Linked DNA regions of Zea mays: all the other regions are linked to region 2. A link is a contact called in public Hi-C data. All regions are on one chromosome and are shown on one strand. The core of a region is the stretch at or near the end of the contact, and the rest is flanking DNA. Distances in the headings are between cores, read along the strand shown.

Region 1 (3,419 bases), core at 249-2,748, 310 kb after region 2:
TGCAGCTTTATGCTGATGGGGGTTACCAGCTGAGAATTAGGCGTCTTGAGGGTACCCCTAATTATGGTCCCCGACAACCTTCGTCCGAGGTGCATTAATTCTTAAAGGAATAATGCTTCATTGGACGAAGGGTATTAACATTTAACATTTTATGTTGCCTTGTTCTTAATTCATAGCATTTGAGAACGAGTCCCCAACAATACAATTTATATTCAATATTAAAAACATCTTAGCGTGATAATCTACTGGTTAGACAGTTTCACCTGGTGTCTCCCGCCCTTCTTCCATCAAGGCATGGGTTCACACCCCACCTCCTGCACTGTTTTTTAACATTTTACGCTGATTTAATTAAATGGATCGACGGGCTAACGGGCTGGCCTGGCACAGTTAGCAGGCTGGTGTGACGTGCCTGTGCCATAGTTGTGGCCCGTGTGCATTTAGCCCGTGTCGGGCGTCGTTACGCTGATTTAATTAAATGAATCGACGGGCTAACGAGCTGGCCCGACACAGTTAGCAGGCCGGCATGACGTGTCTGTGCCATAGTTGTGGCCCGCGTGTATCTAGTCCGTGTCGGATATCATTTGGTATCTATAGACGTGCAGCGGATTAATTTAAAATAGCTGTGATAAATTATTTGTAAAAAAATGACGCATGACGACCGTTGAAACTGGTGCTTTAATGTAATATATAGATATGGATTTTATAGAATTAGAATGAGCGTTTATAGGTCAAATCTGAAAACCGATCTAAATATTACTTTTTTGTTTTATTACTTTCCGAAATTTGTTTAAGTTTTCGTTTGAAATCCGTTGCAGCGTTTTCATATTTCGTTTCAGCGGGCTAACGGGCTGGCCTGGCACAGTTAGCAGGCTGGCGTGACGTGCCTGTGCCATAGTTGTGGCCCATGTGCATTTAGCCCGTGTCGGGCGTCGTTACGCTGATTTAATTAAATGAATCGACGGGCTAACGAGCTGGCCCGACACAGTTAGCAGGCCGGCATGACGTGTCTGTGCCATAGTTGTGGCCCGCGTGCATCTAGTCCGTGTCGGATATCATTTGGTATCTATAGACGTGCAGCGGATTAATTTAAAATAGCTGTGATAAATTATTTATAAAAAATGACGCATGACGACCGTTGAAACTGGTGCTTTAATATAATATATATAGATATATAGATATAGATTTTATAGAATTAGAATGAGCGTTTATAGGTCAAATCTGAAAACCGATCTAAATATTACTTTTTTGTTTTATTACTTTCCGAAATTTGTTTAAGTTTTCGTTTGAAATCCGTTGCAGCGTTTTCATATTTCGTTTCAGCGAAAACTCGTCAAATAGAAAAATTGGCATCAAAATTTTCGAAATCTCACAATTGGGCCTTCTCCGATAAGGCGATAACCGAACCGATTCCGTGAACCGCCCCCGAACTTTCCATCGACCTTTTCTCCCCTAAAAAAAACCGAGCGATTCCAAATCAGACTGCCTTCCGGTTCCCCATCTCCCCTCCCTCAGCGCAGACTCAGCCATGGCTTCCGCCGAAACCCTAGCCCGCTCCCCCTCGCGCGAGCCTTCCTCCGACCCGCCCCGCGCAGGCTCTTCCGAGCCCCACCACAACGGCGCCGGTGACTCGTCTCGCCGCCGCCGCCGCAGCCGCTGGGAGCAGTCTAACGACGACTCCGCCAACAACTCCGGCGGCGAGGGCGGGGCCGTGGGCCGGAAGCGCAAAACGCGGTGGGCCGAGGAGGAGCCGCGCCCAGCCATCGCGCTGCCGGACTTCATGAAGGACTTCGCGGCCGAGATGGACCCCGAGGTGCACGCTCTCAACGCGCGCCTCCTCGACATCTCGCGCCTGCTGCAGTCGGGCCTCCCGCTCGACGACCGGCCCGAGGGCGCGCGCTCTCCGTCCCCCGAGCCCGTCTACGACAACTTCGGCATCCGCATAAACACCCGCGAATACCGCGCCAGGGAGCGCCTCAACCGCGAGAGGCAGGATATTATCTCGCAGCTCATCCGCCGCAACCCCGCCTTCAAGCCCCCCTCCGACTACCGCCCACCCAAGCTCCAGAAGAAACTCTACATCCCCATGAAGGAATACCCCGGCTACAACTTTATCGGCCTCATCATTGGCCCTCGTGGCAACACGCAGAAGCGTATGGAGAAGGAGACTGGTGCCAAGATTGTCATTAGGGGGAAGGGTAGTGTCAAGGAAGGGAAGTTTCTGCAGAAGAGGGACCTCAAGCCGGATCCCAGTGAGAACGAAGATCTCCACGTGCTTGTTGAGGCAGAGACGCAGGAGGCACTCGATGCGGCTGCTGGTATGGTGGAGAAGCTGCTCACCCCGGTGGATGAGGTGCTCAATGAGCACAAGCGGCAGCAGCTCCGGGAGCTTGCCGCTCTTAATGGAACAATTAGGGACGACGAGTTTTGTAGAACATGTGGTGAGGCTGGTCACAGGCAGTATGCTTGCCCTAACAAGATGAACACGTTTAAGAGTGATGTGCAGTGCAAGATCTGTGGGGATGGTGGGCACCCGACTATTGATTGTCCAGTCAAGGGCACTTCTGGTAAGAAGATGGATGATGAATACCAGAACTTCCTGGCTGAGCTTGGTGGCGGCAGTGCACCTGAGTCCATGAACAAATCTGGTGGTCCAATGTTGGCTCTTACAGGAAGTGGTGGTAGCGGTGGTGCTTCTGCTGGAACGGGGAGTAACCCGCCTTGGTCAGCCGGTGGTGGTGCTGCTGTCATTGGGCTCAATGGTATCAAGAAAGACTATGACGAGACAAATCTGTATATCGGCTACCTGCCACCTACAATGGATGATGATGGATTAGTCAGTCTGTTTTCGCAATTTGGGGATATTGTCATGGCTAAGGTGATCAAGGATCGAAACACCGGACAGAGCAAAGGATATGGATTTGTCAAGTATTCAGACGTGTCAGAGGCCAATGCAGCGATTGCTGCAATGAACGGTCACCATCTTGAAGGTAGAGTTATTGCGGTTAGAGTTGCTGGAAAGCCACCACAGCCGGCACCAGCAGTGTCAGCACCCCCATCGTATCCTCCTACGGATCCTACTTCAGGTGGATATTCCTCCCAATCCTACATGGGGGTACCACCACCACCTCCTCCAGGGAGTTACGCTCCAGTTCCTTGGGGACAGCCACCACCGTATGCTTCATATCCTCCGCCACCACCAGGCTCTAGCATCTACAATCCTGCACCCCCTGCACCTGGCCATGCTGCCCCACCTCCATATGGGGTGCAGTATCCACCACCCCCAGCAGCTCCCATCCCTCCACCAGGCACTACATCAAGTGATGGAGCTCAGAACTACCCCCCCGGTGTAACACCACCAAGTTCTGGTACACCCACTCACCCTGTTGCAACATCAGTATATGCATCATCTGGCGCACCAA
Region 2 (3,222 bases), core at 552-3,051:
CAACGCAGGACGGGCCGAGACGCACTGGCGGACACCGCGACAGGCCCCGGCCCTGTCTGGCTGCCTGACCGTGACCGGGCAGCAAGCACCGGAGGTAAATGGGCTTTCGACCTCACGTCACGTCACGTCTCGCTCTCGCCTCCTCCGTGATCCTGAACAGAGCAACACGGCACTACCGTGCTGCTTTCTCTCTCTACTTTTTACTCAGGTCACGGACCAACGGTGAAAAAAATTTCACTGCCTATGTTCTACGTATCGCCCGCGCCAGAAGAACGTTACATCAGCATTTGCCAACAAACCATGTACGTACGCAGGTTCAGAGAACGACGCAAAAGGCAAAACAGAGAAACGGCCGGCCGCTAACTGACATATATAGTAACGGAGAACGTCACGGCGCCGGGGCCGCCGCGTCCGCATTGGCGATGGCGTTGGGCTGCACCGCGTCGAGCCACCGGTCCATGGGCGTGCACTCCGCCTTGTGCGCCATCCTCCAGTGCAGCGCCTGGCACGCGCGGGAGCAGTAGTTCACCACGCCGCACACCGAGCACCGCCTGAACTCGTGCCGCCGCGTCTCGGGCCGCCCGCACAGCGCCTGCGAGCACAGCCGGAGACCGCCAACGCCGTCCTCCTCCGGCGAGCCCGCCGTCCCGGCGCTGCCGTTGCCGTTGCCGCCGGGCGTCAAGCCCAGCGGCCGCGACGCGAACCAGTCCACCAGGAACCGGTTGGCCGCGTGCGCCTCGCCGGCGCGGCACCCCAGGTCGCTCATGAGGAGGCACGGGTGCGCCACCGAGGCGGCCGCGAGCTCGCGCGCGTTCGCCTGGATGAGGAGGCGCCGCCCGTCCAGCACGGACCGGCGCACGCCGTAGCCGTCCTGCAGGCAGTGCCCCAGCTCGCGGAGCGCGTCCACGTGGCCCCGCGCCGCCGCGCGCGCGCACAGCGCGGCTCCGGCGCGGAGGTCGCGGTCGTCCTTCCCGCCGCCGCTGCCGTTGAACTGGATCACGGCCAGCGAGTACAGCGCCTCGCGGTGCCCGCCCACCGCCGCCGCCGCCATCAGCGCCGCGCCCGAGCCGCGGCTCCCCAGGCAGTAGAACCGAATCTGCATGCACCCACCCACCATATATCAGCTTCGTCAGCGCGATCGATCCCTCCCGACGTCTAGCTAGCGTCAAGGCGCCACAGACGATTCTTTGTCCTCACCATGCCGAGAAGGTAGCAGGCTTCGAGGTTGCCGGCGTCGGCGCAGCGCTGCAGGAACCGGTGCGCCTCGTCCGACCAGGCCTTGGCGCGCACCGAGAGGCACCGCGGCGACGCCCGCGCGAGCACCACCACCTTGCTCCGCGCTACTAGCTCCCTGAATCTCTTGCACCTGCACACACGCGCGAACACACATCCAGGTTACAAATCCAAGCACCGGGCACCAGAAGACAGGCGCGATATACTGGACGTACGTACGTGAGCATGGCGCCGGCGAGATCGGCCGGCGAGCCGGCGGACGCGGCGACGTCCCTCAGTATGGAGACGACGAGATCGTCGGGCAGATCCTCGAACATGTCTCTGGCGCCCAGGCGGACACCTGGATCTTCGGCAGCCGCCGGCGATGCCTCGGCCGCCGTCCTGCGCCTCTTCCGGCGTTGCACCTCCGGGCCCTCGCCCGGCGCCGCATGGCAGGAGTAGCAGGCACCGCGCCTCGTCTTCATAGCCGTACGTTCTTCTGTGGCGAGCCGTTCCTAGTTGCGGTTCTTTGGTGAGGAGACAGAGACACAGAGAAAGAAGAGGAGACGGGGTGCCCGTGTGTCCGTAATGGCGAGGGTGGAGAGGAGGGGCAGCCATATATAGGAGGCCCAATGCAAGGCGGGCGATGAGGAGGACAGGGTCGTGGCCTCGTGGGGTGCGACGTGCGAGGAAGGGAAGAGCCGTTCTCCACTCACTCCGTTCCGTTGCGAGATTGGATTTGGAGGTGTGGCGCTGGCGCCGCGCCTGCACACGGTCAACAGCGCCGCTGACCGGAGGAGGGTTGCTTCAAGGGGAGCACGCTTGGACGCAAAGCCTCTCCTTTCTTGATACTCCCTCCACACTTTCTCTCTCTCCTGTCGTTTTTTTTGCCCCACTCTCTCTCTCCTCTCATCATCTTTTCCTCTCTCCTCCTCGCTCAGCTTTTGAAGCAAATATTTGTTTTTTTTCTTTCGTTCCAATTTCCTTCAATTTTAAAGAGAGAGAGAGAGAGTGGACAAACCAGAGGTGGTGGGGGCACTGATGGTTGGGCCCATTAATGATTCTGGTTAGTGTGTGCTATATCTTTGACAGCCTTAAATTTCTTCTTTTCTCTCTCTCCTGTCACGCATCAAAGCAGCTAATGGAATATTTATAGTATTTATCATTTATATAGAACAAACTAACACTAGCTGAAGTGGTTAGAAGCAAGGTTTTTAATAGCTAGCTCTAATGGTCGATATATCCTGATATATCCTTTTTAGCAGCAAAAAGTTACGTTGTTTAGCTTAATATATTCAGCTATATCGCGATATATCCTCATACGACTCTCGTTGAGCTCACGAGGAAGCGACGCACGGCGAAACTCACACTTTAAAGATGTATATAGTGATTTGCATTCTTCTTGGCTTGGCTTTGCTTGGTTTATTTATTCGTTGATGGTCTTATTTCCCAGTCCCAGATGACAAAGGAGGGAAAGAGAGAGAGAGAGCGTGGGGGCCATCAGAGGTTTGTTCCTTCTGTCCTGATATATATGGTTGGTTTGGTAACACCACCAGCAGTCACATATATAGCTAGGGTTGGTGACATGGACATGGAGCTTGCTCAGATAGTTTTGGCATGGCACCAACATGGCATGCATATGCAAGGCTGCGGCATGCAGCACGCACATAGGGTGCCTGCGATTTGCGGGCTGGGGGTTGGCACGACAACAAAAAAAGCCTTGCTTCCTTGCTTGGATTATTGTGACCGGTGGTGGTATCTTGCTACCAATTGAAGCTTTGTTGGCTGCCTAATTAATTTGGTGCCACCCCTCCGTACGTGACATAAATTAACCAGCCGGCCGGCCTGCCGCGGCGATGGTTTTGGCTCCAAGGAAATGGTTGCTTAATTGAGCGCATATCACATCGGTGTGGGTCTTACTACTGATTTTTGATTAATTAGCCAACCTGGTTTTACGCCCCCAATGCAATGACGATGATGGCCGCGTGTATGAATGTATGCGATGATGCT
Region 3 (3,514 bases), core at 889-3,388, 410 kb before region 2:
CATGTTGCAGTTTGAGCTGATAGTTATGCTACCAAACTAGCCACACGTTCCCTGTTAACAAGATTTAGTTTGGAATGATCTCGACTTCTTAGGTTATATGAGTGGTGGGTAGCAGGGCGAGGCCTGGAGGATGGAGGGCGAGAGGAAGCCGTGCTGGCGCACAGCAGAGATAGAACGTGGGCAAGGAACAATACTCTTCTATAGATTGATCTTTGCTGAACTCCTAGGTACAAACTAAGGACTTTATATAGTCCTGTACAGGCGCACACAATCTGTTGCCGCCCCTACTTATCCTCTAACAAACTCCTAATATCTCTCCTTTAATATCTAATCTAACAAACTCCTCATCCATCTACTCCTGATCTCCTGGCGAGGCCTGGCCTATAGGCTGTTTGGGCCGCCTTCCATATGTTTTACCCACCATAACATAGTTCAAGTTGTGAACTGCATCCTAAAGCACATAGGCTACCAACAAAATTATGGCCCATATTGCTATAGGATTAAATGAAAGGAAAAAATATGTGTGACAAAATTCATCCTTACCATACGGTCACTCATTGCTACAGCATTCGTCTGACAACCAATCTGATCAAGTGTTTGCCTCCTTGGTGGTTGAATATGCAAGCTGAACAAGGTTACAGAACCAGGAGTTACAGAAAAGAGCTGGTGTGCTTGCCCCTCAACTCGAAAACCAAGACCAGTAATAGGCAAACTAGTGCTGCCATCTGAAGCAGCCTCAACTTGCAACTTGAAACGTGTAATACGCTCACGTGCAATGTCACCTTTGATGCAATAAATGAAACCATTGTCCAGTCCAATGGCAATCATCAGTATGGGTGGTGCTTCTTCTAGAACCATAAATGATGTAATCTGCAAAACACAGCAAAATATGCCAATTACACTCAAATCAGATGTTACAATCTGTCATATATACGAAATATATAACAGAGATCATGTGACATACAGAACATGTGAATCCAAATAGAAAATAAAAGAGAGAATTTACCTTTGCTTGAGGAAATTGATCAGTGAAGATCCGCAAAATTTGAACACAGAAAGGAGTTGTTGTGCTTGATCCTTCTTCTTGTACTTTATCGAGGTCAAAAACCTTTAGACAGATTGCTGATGCCTGAGAAGATGACTGGTCATCGTCTCCAACCGTGACAAGAACATTTCTTTGCTGAATAAACAGAGCAATATAAGTTGTTAATTAGGTTCATTATGCAGCTGTAGTTATCACAACAAAACTGTACAGTGTGAATAAATGTTTGACACAGCGGTAAGGGGCAATTCGTAGATCTCAATTAGCAAATGATAAATAAATAAATGGCACTGGCACCGCAATTGAACAGGGTTTTTTTCCGCAGAGTATGGAATCTGATAGGCCAGAATAAACAAGATCACTGATCTTGAAAGTTGACAAAATCAACTAATCTAACAAGATTTTTGGCCAATTTCAGGAAAGATTTCTGGCATTGCTTAGCCACAGTACAAGACTTAGGTGGCCATCCAAGATTGGTAAAACTCACATGTCTTGTCATACCTAGCAGCTGATTTTAGTAAGAAACAGGTAATTTTTGTTTCTAAAATGCACCCGAATTAGTGAATTACACATGATCCAGTGTGAAGAACCACTAAGTAGTGTTCTAGCCAGTAATTTGACGAGAAGTTGCATAAATTTGCGAGGTGGCCGCGAACGCCGGTGCTTCAGATGCGCAACGAGGGTTCTGGGCGGTACCTTGAGCTGCTGGAGGAAGAGGACCGAGGAGGCGTAGGCCTGGAAGCCATAGGAGAGGCGGAACCCGCGGTCGAGAAGGCCCACGGTGCCGTCGTCGCACCCCACCGCGACGCGGCCCCGGCCGCCCGAGCAGCAGGTGACTCGGCCCGCGATCTCGGCCGGCACGGCGGCGGCTGAACCCCCGCCGCCGCCGCGGCCGGCAGACTTCTCCTCAAAGAACTCGAACTTGCGCCACTGGTACATGTCGGGCCGACGTGATGCGGCGGATCGGGGCCGGAACGGCGTGCGGCTTAGACGGGAACTCGATCGGGCTCGGCGACCGGCTGGGGTGCAGGACAGCAGGAGGGAGGGACGAGGCCGATGCGCTGGAACCGGTTGCCTACGCGCGCCGCGTGTGGTGCGACCGCAACTGTGAGAAAAAATCTTTATTTTTATCTTTAGTTCTTTACTACTCCCTGTGCTTTAAATTAAAATTTATTTTAGATACTTAACGGGTGCTTGAATGTACTAAAACTAACAGTTAGTGGATAAAATTAGTTGAGACATCCAAATACCCTATATAATAGTTCAAATATTAACTATTATTAATAAATTAGTTAATAGTTAGGTAGCTATTTATTAGCTAGCTAATTCTACTAACAATTTTTAGCTAACTAACTATTAGTTCTAGTGCATTCAAACACCCCCTTAATATATTTATATAAGTATGGGTTATATATATATATTTATATTCATCATCATCTAATTAATTATAAACATAAAAACAAAAGCCTAAAAAATACTATTTTGGAACCGAGAAAGTATTATAAATCACCAGTTTCAATAGTTTAATGGTCGTCATGCATCATCTTTTTACAAAAACCCCCTTCAACGAGGCCTAGGCCTGGCTGAGCCAGAGTGTGCCATGCCGAGTAGGCGGTTGACGTCGTCGCGTCACTTCTTCATGGCCCCCGGTGAGGCCGTGGACCTTGGGGGTGGCGCAACAACTCTCTGGCCGCTGACAGCGCCCCGCGCCTCAGGCGCAGCCCTATACGCCCTGGACGTCTGCGCGGGAGTGTGCTGCCGCGCAGAGTGCACAGCAGCGGCTGCAACAGGTGCAGGGAGATTGGTGGCCTGCGATGTGGAGGAGGCAGCTTCCTCCTCCAGCATGAAGTCCTCGGGCATGAGATCATGGTGCTCGACGATGTGAACTATGGCGTCGAGCAGAGAAACAAGCAAAAACCTAAAGCCTAGGCCCCCTACCTGGCGCGCCAAATGTCGGAGAGGAAATTCTCCGGCCGGGTGGCGTAACGCACCCACCCTAAATCCTAAGATGAGGAGGGGCCTAAGCGTTTTGCCTGCTAGCTAGATGGACGATAAACACAAGAACACACAAGGGTTTAGCGTGGTTCGGGCCGCTGCAGCGTAATACCCTACTCCACTGTGTGTTGTATTGAGCTTGAGAGCTTGTATGAACTTGTGAGTTTGAGTGAGTGTGAGCGTGTCCGTTGGGTCTGAGTGAGCTTGCCTTGTAATGTCGTGTGCCCTCCCTTTTATACCTCAAGGGGGGCACGTACAAGGATGCTAAGCTCCGACATGTGGGCCCAGGAGCAAAATGGAGGGATTATATATAGAAGTATCCAATGCCAGTGTCGCCCAGAAGATCTCCGAGTGCCATAATGTCTGTAGTGCATATAGTATTAATATCTCGCGGCCGCTTCCTCGGTGACGCGCGAGTCATGATGAGCATGGTGTACGCCGCAGCGCGGGCGTACTGCCTGCCAACGGAATGGATAG

What was found. Hi-C and Micro-C count contacts between places; a contact is called where the count stands out from the background.
Region 1: a Hi-C map of ear shows a contact between it and region 2, with 3 times the contacts expected there. The contact joins the promoter of LOC100383202 here to the promoter of LOC100283386 in region 2. A contact is called at or near these places in 2 of 25 Hi-C or Micro-C datasets (ear and leaf).
Region 3: a Hi-C map of leaf shows a contact between it and region 2, with 4 times the contacts expected there. The contact joins the promoter of LOC100217064 here to the promoter of LOC100283386 in region 2. A contact is called at or near these places in 5 of 25 Hi-C or Micro-C datasets (bundle sheath, leaf and tassel).

What each region holds. Positions count from the first base shown.
Region 1 is chr10:111,489,845-111,493,263 of Zm-B73-REFERENCE-NAM-5.0, forward strand. LOC100383202 (splicing factor-related) reads left to right here and starts at 1,499. Exons shown (of 2, transcript NM_001175864.1): 1 at 1,499-3,419. The coding sequence starts at 1,526.
Region 2 is chr10:111,181,871-111,185,092 of Zm-B73-REFERENCE-NAM-5.0, forward strand. It overlaps LOC100283386, which reads right to left and starts at 1,802. Exons shown (of 3, transcript NM_001367102.1): 1 at 1,453-1,802; 2 at 1,198-1,366; 3 at 227-1,096. The coding sequence starts at 1,697. The coding sequence ends at 389.
Region 3 is chr10:110,776,444-110,779,957 of Zm-B73-REFERENCE-NAM-5.0, forward strand. It overlaps LOC100217064 (Vacuolar protein-sorting-associated protein 11-like protein), which reads right to left and starts at 2,139. Exons shown (of 5, transcript NM_001359554.1): 1 at 1,739-2,139; 2 at 1,007-1,180; 3 at 544-870. The coding sequence starts at 1,981.